Linked DNA regions of Mus musculus: region 2 is linked to region 1. The links are chromatin contacts, called in public HiChIP or PLAC-seq maps. All regions are on one chromosome and are shown on one strand. Each heading gives the region's core, a stretch centred on a gene start, on an enhancer-like site or on the middle of the called end of the contact. The rest is flanking DNA. Distances are from core to core; before and after follow the strand shown.

Region 1 (5,852 bases), core at 2,822-5,321:
TGATAATCAGCACATAATCTGCACAAGACTAGGCCTGCAATCATCCATTTCTGGGGGAATGCAAGGCCCATGAGGAACCACCCTCCCTGAGTATTTACAGGCAGTTAATGGTTGCCTGTATATAATGCTCCTATATATAATCCATCACCTGGTTCCTTTAAGCAAGCCTAATAAGACTCACTGGGTCACCAAAAATAAACACATGCATAGAGGAAAGTAGAAGACTAACTAGGAAAGAACAGGATGGGGGTCAACAGGAGCAAGATGGGAACAGGAAAGGGTAATGGGAGGTAAGTATGATAAAAATACATTATATACATGAAATGCCATAACGAAATATACTATGCATTATATGATGTTAATAAAAATGTCTGAGTACATAAAGCCGAGTGTACCTATCATCTCAGCTACGTGGAGGGCAGAGGCAGGGAGGATGGCAAGTTGAAGGTTCAGCCTTGGCTGCATAGCAAGAACTTATCTCTTAAAAGAAGCATGGTAGTAGACACCCATAATTCTAGGACTTGGGAGGTATTAGCAGGAAGATAGGGAGTTCAAGGTCTTGGCTACACAGGAAGCTTAATGTCAGCCTGGACTATACGAGACTCTGCCTTAAAAAAAAAGTCTGCATAAACAATGGAACTCTAGCAAATGTGAGTGCAAGGGAAAATATCCCTATTAATAACAACAATGGCATCTTCTTTATATACTAATACCAAGCCTTACCAAACTTTTATAGATATAGCAATTTTCTTCCTTTTTAAAGGTGATATCTTTCTAGATAGTCAAAAAATGATTTTTTTTTTATAAGAAAGAATGAGCATCAAAGCATCTGGGTATCATGATACATGCCTCTGATCCCAGCATCTGGGAGGCTGAGACAGGATGATCAGTCACTTCAAGTCCAAGGCTAGCGTGTACCACATAGTGAGCTCTAGGCCACGCTAGAGGAAACAAAGCAAAAGCCTTAACTAACAAACAAAAAGGACAGCTGGGTGTGCTCATATCCAAGACTTTAATCCTAAGAACTGGGAAGCAGAGGCAGGCAGATCTCTGTGTTTAAGGCGAGCTTGGGCTACATACTGAGTTCCAGACCAGTCAGCAATACACAGAGAAACCTGGTCTCAAAAAGCTAAAAATAAAATGACAGAAGGAAGGAATGACAGAATCACAGAACTAAAAGCAAATCTAGATCTTGCTTCCAAAAAACAAATTTTTTTTTCCATGCATGTAAACTTTACTACACAATTTATTCCAGTCTCAATCAAAAGTTCTCAGTGATTTGTTTTATATTTAATCATGGCATTCCACATAGATTGGTGTCAACTGCCAAAATATGCAACAAACAAAAGCATATGAATAATTTGGACCAGGAAAAGCACAGTGTGAAAAAAAATGGGGGGGCTGGATAGATGGCTCAGTGGTTAAGAGCACTCACTGGCTGCTCTTACAGAGGACCCGGGTTCTGTTCCCAGCAACCACATGCCTTTGTGTACAAAGGTACTTTCAGGCTAAGACTAAGCATGGTCACAAGAAACAGGTTTCTTTTTTCCCTAATGGAATAGAAAGAAATATAAAATAACAGATTTTTATCAAATACTTGTGGTGTAATCACAAACTTCAAGCATAAATAAAGATGAGGTCAAAATGTAAAATATGTCCTTTTTCTTAAGATGGTTTCACTAAGGCTGGCCTTCAACTCACAATCCTCCTGCTTCTACATGGAGCATACTAAGTATTACATGTAATACACAATACTACACTATATATTATGAATATATCATTTCTTGTTAGGAAATGCAGTCACAAAGATGTAAAAACACTGAGAAGACTAAAGTGCCTTCATTTCCAACTCAGCTGTTCTCTCTTGGCTTTGGGGTTGCAGAATGTGCTAGCTTCTCCCCAGCCTGCCCTCCACCGCAGTGAATTGTGATCGTGAATCCTATCCTGCTGTCTCTCTACTGCCCAAGTTAGGGTTTTATTGCTGTGGAAGAGACACCATGGCCAAGCCAACACATTGTCAAATGGAGGATCCTTGAAAGCTAAGTCAAAGAGGCAAGACACAGACTAGTAAACACTATGATGCTACCTACATAAGGAACATGGACTAGGCAACAATCATAGAATCAGCAAGGAGACTAGCAGTGAAGAGAGGCCAGAGGAGGGGTCATTTGGAGACTAACTACTAATCGAGGATAGGATAGATGAGATAGACTATATGAGAGTTATGGAAATGTCCTGAGAATAGTAACAACACACCTGTGAATATACTTGATGCCACCAAACTCCTCATTTCAAAATTGTTAAAAGTTATTCAGTAAGCTTTCAGCTGAAGGAGAGTGGAGACAAGTATATGGGTGAATTTGGAGGGAGGGAAGAAAAAGAAGAAAAAAGGAGAAATGTTCTAATTATATTAATCACAAAAATGAAATAAGATTTTTAAGTAACCTCAATCCAGTCACGAGAAAACACAATTGTAGAACAGTTACCCAAATAACTAATCAATATGCTTCAGAACTATCAAGGTCGTGACAGATGGAGGAACTGTCACAGACAGTGGGAGTCCAGGATGGAACAACAACCAAATGAAAGGTAAGATTCTGGACAGGATTCAAGACAAGAATTTTTTAAAAGGACCCCAGTCAAAAACCTGATGACATTATATAATACTTTCAATATAACAAATAGTATTATGCCAATGTTGGTTTCCCAATTCTAACAAGAACATAAACATAACTATGATTATGAAAGATGCTAGCCAACCATACGGAAAACTGGGTGGGAGCTATGTGAAAGCCCAATATCACTTTTGCATCTTTTCTGCAAGACTGAAGTCTGTTCAAAATAAAGTTTTTAAAATTTACTTTTAACTTATGTACATTGGAGTTTTGCATTCATATGTGTCTGTGTGAGGGTGTCAGAAGTCCTGGAACTGAGTTGCAGACATGTGTGGGCCACCATGTGGTTGCTGGGAATTGAACCCAGGTCCTCTGGAAGAACAGACAGTGCTCTTAACTGCTGAGCCATCATCTCTCTAGCCCCTCAAAATAAAGTGTTAAAAATCAACTCATGCTTTCAAAAAAAAAGCAGTAAAATATATTCTGGTTTATTAATTAGCTTTAATTCTTAACCAAAAATGCTGGATTCACACTCGAAGTACTCATATCAGAAACAAATGCCCCTCCCAGGCATGGTGGGCCAGCAGGAAAGACTAATCAGAGTTTACTGGCTGCAGCTGATGAACCATCAACATGAGCAATGGCCCTGTGACCCATGAACTGGGGAAAACACTGTAATGGCATGCTGATTCTTGTAAGAACTACAGCGAAGAATCTACAAAGCTCAGCACTCTGCCCTCTTCAGAAAGTACTGTGTCCGGGCCCATGTTTGGCTAGAAAATAAAAGCCCTGGCCTCCTTCTGGGGGTTAGCTGAATTCTGCCACTGTCACACAGAGACACTGTGACTGGGAACTTAGCACAGCTTCCCTGTGCCTTCCGACTAACACGAGTCGGGCGTGGCTAGAATATTCTCTGATCATAAGGCTGTGGGAAATGACCCTCAAAGTTCCCTTCTATTGTGTCCCAGGAGAGCATGACAGTTCTTCAAAGTACAACCCAGCATAGGTCAGTTCACAGCAGAGTCTACCTTAGGAGTCTGAGAAAACGGCCAAGGCTCTGTGAATCTGTACAAGTCCGTTTGCAACCCCCAGAGCAGAGCTCTCCTGGGACTAGATTACATGGGCTGCTGCTCTCCCTACCCCCCACTGCAAGACTCAGCGCTCATGCTTGAAGCCTTTGTGTTTCGGTGGCAAAAGCACAACCCGTATCTAAACAGAGACCAAATGTATTCAGTCTAGAGTCTCCGCATAACCTCAAGAGAGGAACCAGTTCCAAAGCACAGGATAAAAAAGGCCCCTCTTTTTCCTTTCTTTAGGTCAAATGTAGCCAACCCCATCTTCTATTTTCTTTCTCCCAAGGGACTGACTCGACTGCCATTTCCTGTCTTCATCTTCCTGCTTCCTCCTTACTCACTGGCTGGCCAGCCCAGCTGTGACTCGTCAGCTCCACTCCATGCCCCCCTTTAACAGCACGCCACCGTGAGGCTCTAGCCCGAGGGCAGCCTGCCTCTCATGAGCCATGGTCTGAGAACTGCACCTTCTTAATTTCCTGCAGTGCTGTAAAGACGGAAGCTATCCTCCACCATGAGCTGCTACTGACACCATTGCCCACTACGTGATGAGAACAAAAAGTCCCCAGTAAACTATCTAGAGTAATGCATCCCCAACACTGCCCACATATGAAATTCCAAGGACCTGTGAATAACCAGCAAGTTGCCAACAAGGTTGCCAGTCAGTTGGCATTAAAATGGGGAGATTAATTAACCTGGATTCTCCAGGTGAATCTCACATTATGGAAGACACACTGAAAGAGGTCAGAGTGGTGAGATGCTAGCAGAGTTCACCTTCTTTGAAGACTCAGAAAGGAAACATGAGCAGCTGGGGTCAAAAACAAGAGATTTTTCACTAGTTCCCAGTAAGAAACACAGCCCTGTCAATACCTTCATACTAAACACATGAGACCCACATCAGACTCCTATAGAACTGGGAGACAATACACTTGTGTTGGGTTTGTAGTAATTTGTTAGGGCAGTGTGGTGCTTTGAATAAGAATGGCCCCCATTGGCACATAGATTTGGATGCTTGCTCTTTAGTTTACGAAACTGTTTTGAGAAGCATTAGGAGGTGTGGCCTTATTGGGTGTGTCATTGGGGGCAAGTTTTGAGCTTTCAAAATCTCCCCTTGTCTCTCTCTCTCTCTCTGTCTCTCTGTCTCTCTCTGTCTCTCTCTCTCTCTCTCTCTCTCTGTGTGTGTGTGTGTGTGTGTGTGCCTCTGCCCTGTACTTATGGATTATAGTGTAAGCTCTCTGCTGTTCTTGCCACCACCATACCTTTGCTCTGCCATCATGGACTCATCCTCCGAAGCCATAAGCCCCAAAATAAATAAATTATTTCTTCTGTAAGTTGCCTTGGTCATAATGTCTTATCACAACAAGAGATATGTAAATAAAACAGGTAGCAATAGGAAACATAAAGTCCTACTTACGAAATGCCATAGCAGCATGTTTGGGGCCTAATGAATAAGCAAGTTTTACTTAAGTAAATCTATCTATGCAAAATCCACAGCATTTTCATGTCTTGTCTGAAAACCTAGCTCCATGCCCATAGCTACTATCAGTCTTCATTCCCCTAGCCTTAATTCCAAAAACCAGAGTCCAATAACTAAAAACACGTGTGTTTTTATGTCACAGGACAGGTTCTAAATAGAACACTTTGCTTGTGCCATTTTATGAGGTATCAGTTTGACACAAATCTTTAAAAAGAAAACCCACTCAGAGTTATTTTTGTAAGTGAAGGTGGGCAAGAACGGGGATAGTAAAATAAGATTATTACTTAGGCAATGAGCAATGCAAGGTAAGCCTCTTCTTATCATTTAACGCAACACTTTGCAACTAGAGATGATGACACCAATTTCCTTTTGAGACCCACTGAAGCTCACAGTGTCTGAGTCCCAGTCTCAGGGTTGCTTGCTCTTCAGGAGCCTCAAAGGGTTGGGTTTTTTTTTTTTTTTTTAATGCAAACTGTTCTTATGGCTATTGGTTTAGCTGGTGCCATGAGCTCGTAAAGAGCCAGAATGAACTCTTTTGAACATCATTTTCTTGTAGTGAGTACCCTAAATCCACAGGGAGACAGAACCCTCCTTAAATGGCAGATTCGGCTAAAAGAGAGCAAACATGGAAATTAGCACTGTTCTTTCGTTCAATTTGGGTCTCCTAAACTCCTTCCAACTAACTGAGAG
Region 2 (5,291 bases), core at 2,408-4,907, 260 kb before region 1:
TGCCGAGGAAGGAAGGTCATTTGTGAGATCTCTCATACAGTGGTTATACCTTACTACATGTGCTAAATTGGAATGGATGTGGGTTTTTTTTTAAGTGGATCACTATTTTTTTTTTATCACACATTGCTCCTCCATAGGTGATGGAAGTAGCAATGCAATCAATAGTATTCATCCCTGAACTGGTTTCAGAGTTTGTGGGCTTTTCTTTGTCATCCAAGATTGACTATAGGAGGGAGATGGACAAAAATGAACTGGCTAAACATTTCAGTGATCAGAAATCATAGCCAGGTACCATCTTGTACTGTGATGCTATAAGGGCAAGGGGGAGAGCCATCCAGTGTGATACCACTAAGGAAGGATTCGGGGAACTAAGAGGATGAGGGAGGATGCTTCACATCACCATTGACACTCCTTACTCTCTCAGGCACCATATATTTGTGGTTCTAAGAAACCTACAAAGAGTATCTTCTGGTTTTGAAAAACGTTGTAGTGTGACATTACCACAGGGACCACAAAAGGCAGACACCTAGCCCCTACTCTGGCTCACCTTTCTCTGACACAGTACTAGATTGCAGAAAGAACATGTTTCCAATAAAATCCAGAGTATACAAGACCCACAAGAACATGTGTTCTTGTCTTTATCTGTTTATGTGTTTTTATCTGAGGAGGGGCCATCATAGCATTCACGCTCTGGATTCAATACATTTTCAGCCTGATTCTTCATTAGTTACTGACTCCAGCAAATTACTCTGAGTAAAGACTATAGCATGGTAAGAAAGACAAAGGGTTCTGACAGCTGAAGATCAGTACAAATCTCTGTTATTAGATGATGACAAGCAATCTCACCTAGCACTCCTTTCTCACCAATAAATGGCCATTAATATTATCTTTCAACTTGAGAGACGATAGTTTTGCAAGAAGAGTTAGTAATCTCTGACTTGGGTAACTCATGTAGCAACTCTATGAGGAACTGGTATTAATATGCCCATGTTGCTGTTGAAATAATTGAGAGAAAGTCATTTCCCAAGGTCACCAATCTATTAAATGAAGCAACCTATTAAATAGGGTAGAGGGAACTGGAAGTAAAGCCCAGGGCTGTTTGACCCATAGCACACTGCTAACCACTATGAAGGCCCAGTGCTGGAGAACAGCCATGAGGCAGGCATAATAGCATACACACGGAATTCATCAAAGCACAGGCAACAGTACGATGGTCAGATTGCAAGGAGGAAATAGTTATCAAATGGCAGCTACAGGATGAGCTCACCTATGCTCTAACATGCAAAAAAAAGGTAGAACGAGTGGAAAAGAAGTCTCTTTAAAGTGGTGGTTTCTGACTAGCACTTGGGTATGTTTCCTCCTTGATATTTCCCTGTGCTGTATGCATAAGCAGACAATGATCTTTATTAGGAAAAAGCAAGCTGCTCTCGGGGCCTCTTGCCCTTGAATACAGGCCCTGTACTGAGTGGGTGTGTTTGTGACTCAGGCTCTCTCAGTACTCTATTCCCTTTGTCAGCTTTTTCCAGTTCCCTATTAACGCTGTCCTGCGTCCTCCTCTGTCTTGGTATAAACTAGTTTGGGAATGGATATATGTTTTACCTAATGAAGTTATTGCTGAGACCTTGCCATTTAATCTTCCTTGACCCCAGGATCAGAGGTACTGCTTAGTCATGAAACTGACAACACCCTATGGCCTAATTCTTCCTTGCCAAGTCCCAACAATGCCTATTTCTGGATGTCTTTCTCCATCCTTGCTGGTTTGAAATACTCTTCATTTTTTTAAAAAAAAAGTTCTTTTCCTTATTTTTGTGCACATGGTAACGTGTGTGAGCTTGCACACGTATGCCACAACGTGTGCAGAGATCAGAGGACAGCTTCTGGAGAGTAGTCTGTCTCTCTCTCTCTCTCTCTCTCTCTCTCTCTCTCTCTCTCTCTCTCTCCTTCCACTCTGTGGATCCTAGGGATCAAACTCAAGCACTTTTCCTGGCTGAGCTATCTCTCTGGCCCTAGTTTAAAATAATCTATAAACAATCTCACAGAAGCCTCTGTAGTAGAAGCTGTTACCCCAGAGACCTTGCCTCAAAATACGTGGGGAAAGAAAAAATAAAAAAGGTAATGACAATTTCAAACTATCACACTTTCTGTGATTACTGGGCCATGTAAAAACAAAACCAAGCCAAAACCAAAACCTCTTGATGTGTAAGGTTTGGACTGCAGCCGATACATGAAATGTGTCATGGAAGGAATTGGGTGGAAGAAAAAGAAGAGACGACAAAGGAGGGTGAGAGAGAGGATGGAAAATTTTGTAATAACAGACAGTGTGAAAAGTGGTCCCAAAAAGTATGCCTGTGAGCGTGGCAACAGGAGGGGGCGGGGTCTGCATTTATGAGGAGTGTCATGACCACTGCAGAGGCGGATAGGATTGAAAAGAAAGGGCTAGTTTGCAAGCCATGAGCTGTCAGTACTGGATAGGTACCAGCTAGCAGAGGGAGTTTATTCTCCCCACCCCCACCCCATCCTGCTTTTGGACTGAGTCCACTTTCTCTGGTTTCAGTAAGTTCAACTGATTATAATTACATCATTTCACTCTTCCCTTTCCCCCTCCAAACCCTCCCACATCCCCCTCCTTGCACTTTCAAGACCCATATGGCTCTAGACTAACTCCTCAAAACTTGGAAGTACTGCACATGGGCCTACTTTTGTATTTTAATATGCCAAACTGGGTGACGAGGACAGAAAAAGCAGAGCAGCAAATCACCAGCAAAAATGTGGCAATAATAAAGAAACACAGCAGTTGCTGATTCTCGAAGAAACAGAGATGAACAGACCCCAGAGTTGCTTTTCTTCAAAATGTTCAACTGTGGCTGGAAGAAGGCAATGGCATGAGGTTCAGCAGTAGGTCTAGGGATCCTCTGTGGAGTTTAACAGCTACATACAAACTAGCTCCTTCAACTCAGGCGAGCATTTAAAGTTCTGCATTTTTAGAATCAATCATTCCATTTATTCTCTCATCCCTCTCTCCCTGGTGAAAGACCAAAACCCCAGTTCCAAACTTGGGTGGCTTTAGGCTGCTTGACTTCTAGGTAAGAGCTGAAAACAGAGCAGTGGATGTGGGGCCATGAGTATAGGAGGAACCACCCCCCGCCCCCGCCATGGTGATGATGCTCAGGGGGACTGCAACAATCAGCTGGTAGCCAAGGGAGTCTAAAAACCTTATCACTCACTGTCTAGGCATAGAGAATTAATTTTTTTAAAAAACCAACAAGAAAATACCAGTAACAATAAAACCCAGAGAGGCAACATTTCCTGATTTGTTGTGGAGTCTAAAGCCTTCTGTGACCTCATGTATTTAGGGCACATAGATCTAAGTATGTGTATGCTCACCTCTGACTGCATATGCTTCAAACGGAAATAACCTGCCATCCTTCAAAGGACAAACCAGCTATATTTGATTATTACCATTACAGTACCAGGAAGGAAACATATCTGAAGGTTCCAGAGTATGGATAACAGGAAGGCAAACTGCTTCCTGCTGAAGGATTTCAAAACTGACTCTGCCCCTTGTTTGACAAGACTTGCCTGTTCCAACCCAAGGAGCTCGTCATCTGGCTCAACTGCTTTCTCCTGGCAGGAACTGTCATCTGTGGCTTTGCACTATGAACTAGTTTATAGCTCCTCCCCTCCAAACCACTGAGATATGCTTTGCTAAAAATAGTCTGAGGACAGGTCCTGATGGTTCGTTAGATAGAAGGAGATGGCTTAGCCAGTTTGATGTTGCTGTAGAACACCTAAATCTGAGTAATTTATGAAGAAACGAAGTTTATTTGGGTTCTTCATTCTGAAAGTCCAAAAATGCAGTGTTAGCTTCTGATTGGCTTATAATAAGGGTTTTCTACAACTTCGACTCCTGCCAGAAAGTGGGAGGGGCAGAAAGTACAGGTAGAAACAGCCCACATACAAGAAAACCCGAAGTGTGGTGCAGGATTGCAACCTATTTTCATGAAAACTAATTCAGTCTCAAGAAAATTAACACCGAGCGTGGTGGCGCACACCTTTAATCCCAGCACTTGGGAGGCAGAGGCAGGCAAATTTCTGAGTTTGAGGCCAGCCTGGTCTGCAAAGTGAGTTCCAGGACAGCCAGGGCTATACAGAGAAACCCTGTCTCACAAATCCAAAAAAAAAAAAAAGGGAAAGGAAAAGGAACGGAAAGGAAAGGAAAGAAAAGGAAAGGAAAGGAAAGGAAAGGGAAGAAAAGAAAGGGAAGAAAAGAAAAGAAAAAATTAGTCAGGTGTCTTCAATAATATACTAACCAGTGGTACTGGGAGGAGTAGAGAGAGGAAAAACTATGGTCAGGATATAATGCTACCAAGCTCCAACACAAATTTGAACAGAGCTCAAGCCTATTTAAATCCTAATACAGAATCAGAGCTTGGTTAGGGGAAGAGGTAAACAAAGTGTAGCTCAGATCTTTAGCAACTTTGGACCTTAGAAAACATCTTCATGTATCATGCTAAGATGTGAGACTGGAAAGGCTACAAATGGGTTTTTCCAGACCAGGGCACCCATCACAATTGTAGAGAAAGATGGGAGGCTCTGTCCTGCTATTACTGTGCCAATGTATCTGGAGGACCCACTACACTTTGAAAGCATGGAGCTAGGACAACAATCTGAGTGACATTAATGTCTATAACTGCTCCTCTGTACCTTCTAGAGTTCAAACAACTAGCTGCACTGTCATCTGCACAGGAGATGCCTGGGAACCATCATATAACCTCCTCTCAGGAGAATCTCTTGCTGGTTTCCTATCTCAGTCTCTAGCCACATTGTATGCATCTGTAGTCTCTCTTATGGTTGGGTCAATCTCATGCATGGCCTATTAGGGTCATCTAGGCTCTGTAATAGAGCTTCTTCCTAATAGGTTATCTCAGCACACCCCTTTATTCCATTCAGCCCACCCTGCAAGTAAGAACTTAATTATATATCCAGATCCTATGTCTAGTGGAAGGACCTGGGCATCCCTTTGTCTAGATAGTGGAATGTGACAGGAGCAAGCTTTATGAATTCCCTCTTCCTTCTTCCTTTTCTTTTATACTAGTACAAAAGGGAACAATGGACAGGAAAGAAAGCGCATAAGAAAAAGTAGGCATATTTGACACAATACCAAAACACAAAGAGATCCTATTATCTGCCAATTTTATACCATATACACTATAGTTATGATGAAGGAGAAGCTTGGGGTACACCAGCTCAAAGAAGTTCCAACTGGAAAATGAAATATAAGCCCTATAGAC

Evidence for each region. HiChIP or PLAC-seq counts read pairs in DNA pulled down with a chosen protein or histone mark.
Region 2: an H3K27ac HiChIP or PLAC-seq map of acute myeloid leukemia shows a contact between it and region 1, with 2.6 times the contacts expected there. The contact joins two enhancer-like sites. A contact is called at or near these places in 9 of 484 Hi-C or Micro-C datasets (the G1E-ER4 cell line, Th1 cells, brain and 6 more), 3 of 115 datasets of contacts at active chromatin or transcription factors (acute myeloid leukemia, microglia and regulatory T cells) and 2 of 9 other capture datasets (adipose tissue and liver).

The regions. Positions count from the first base shown.
Region 1 is chrX:159,648,445-159,654,296 of GRCm38.p6, reverse strand. All of the region lies in intron 1 of Sh3kbp1 (SH3-domain kinase binding protein 1), which reads right to left. Among named protein-coding and RNA genes, the nearest start is that of Sh3kbp1, 24 kb to the right of the region's middle. Within about 2 kb of position 4,071, at least 94 of the 459 cell types and tissues checked have an H3K27ac peak or open chromatin away from gene starts, as enhancers often do. A contact at or near this core is called in the G1E-ER4 cell line, Th1 cells, acute myeloid leukemia and 1 more, where this site is marked.
Region 2 is chrX:159,908,012-159,913,302 of GRCm38.p6, reverse strand. The region is part of intron 9 of Sh3kbp1 (SH3-domain kinase binding protein 1); the gene reads right to left. Among named protein-coding and RNA genes, the nearest start is that of Map3k15, 78 kb to the left of the region's middle. Within about 2 kb of position 3,657, at least 51 of the 459 cell types and tissues checked have an H3K27ac peak or open chromatin away from gene starts, as enhancers often do. A contact at or near this core is called in the G1E-ER4 cell line, Th1 cells, acute myeloid leukemia and 1 more, where this site is marked.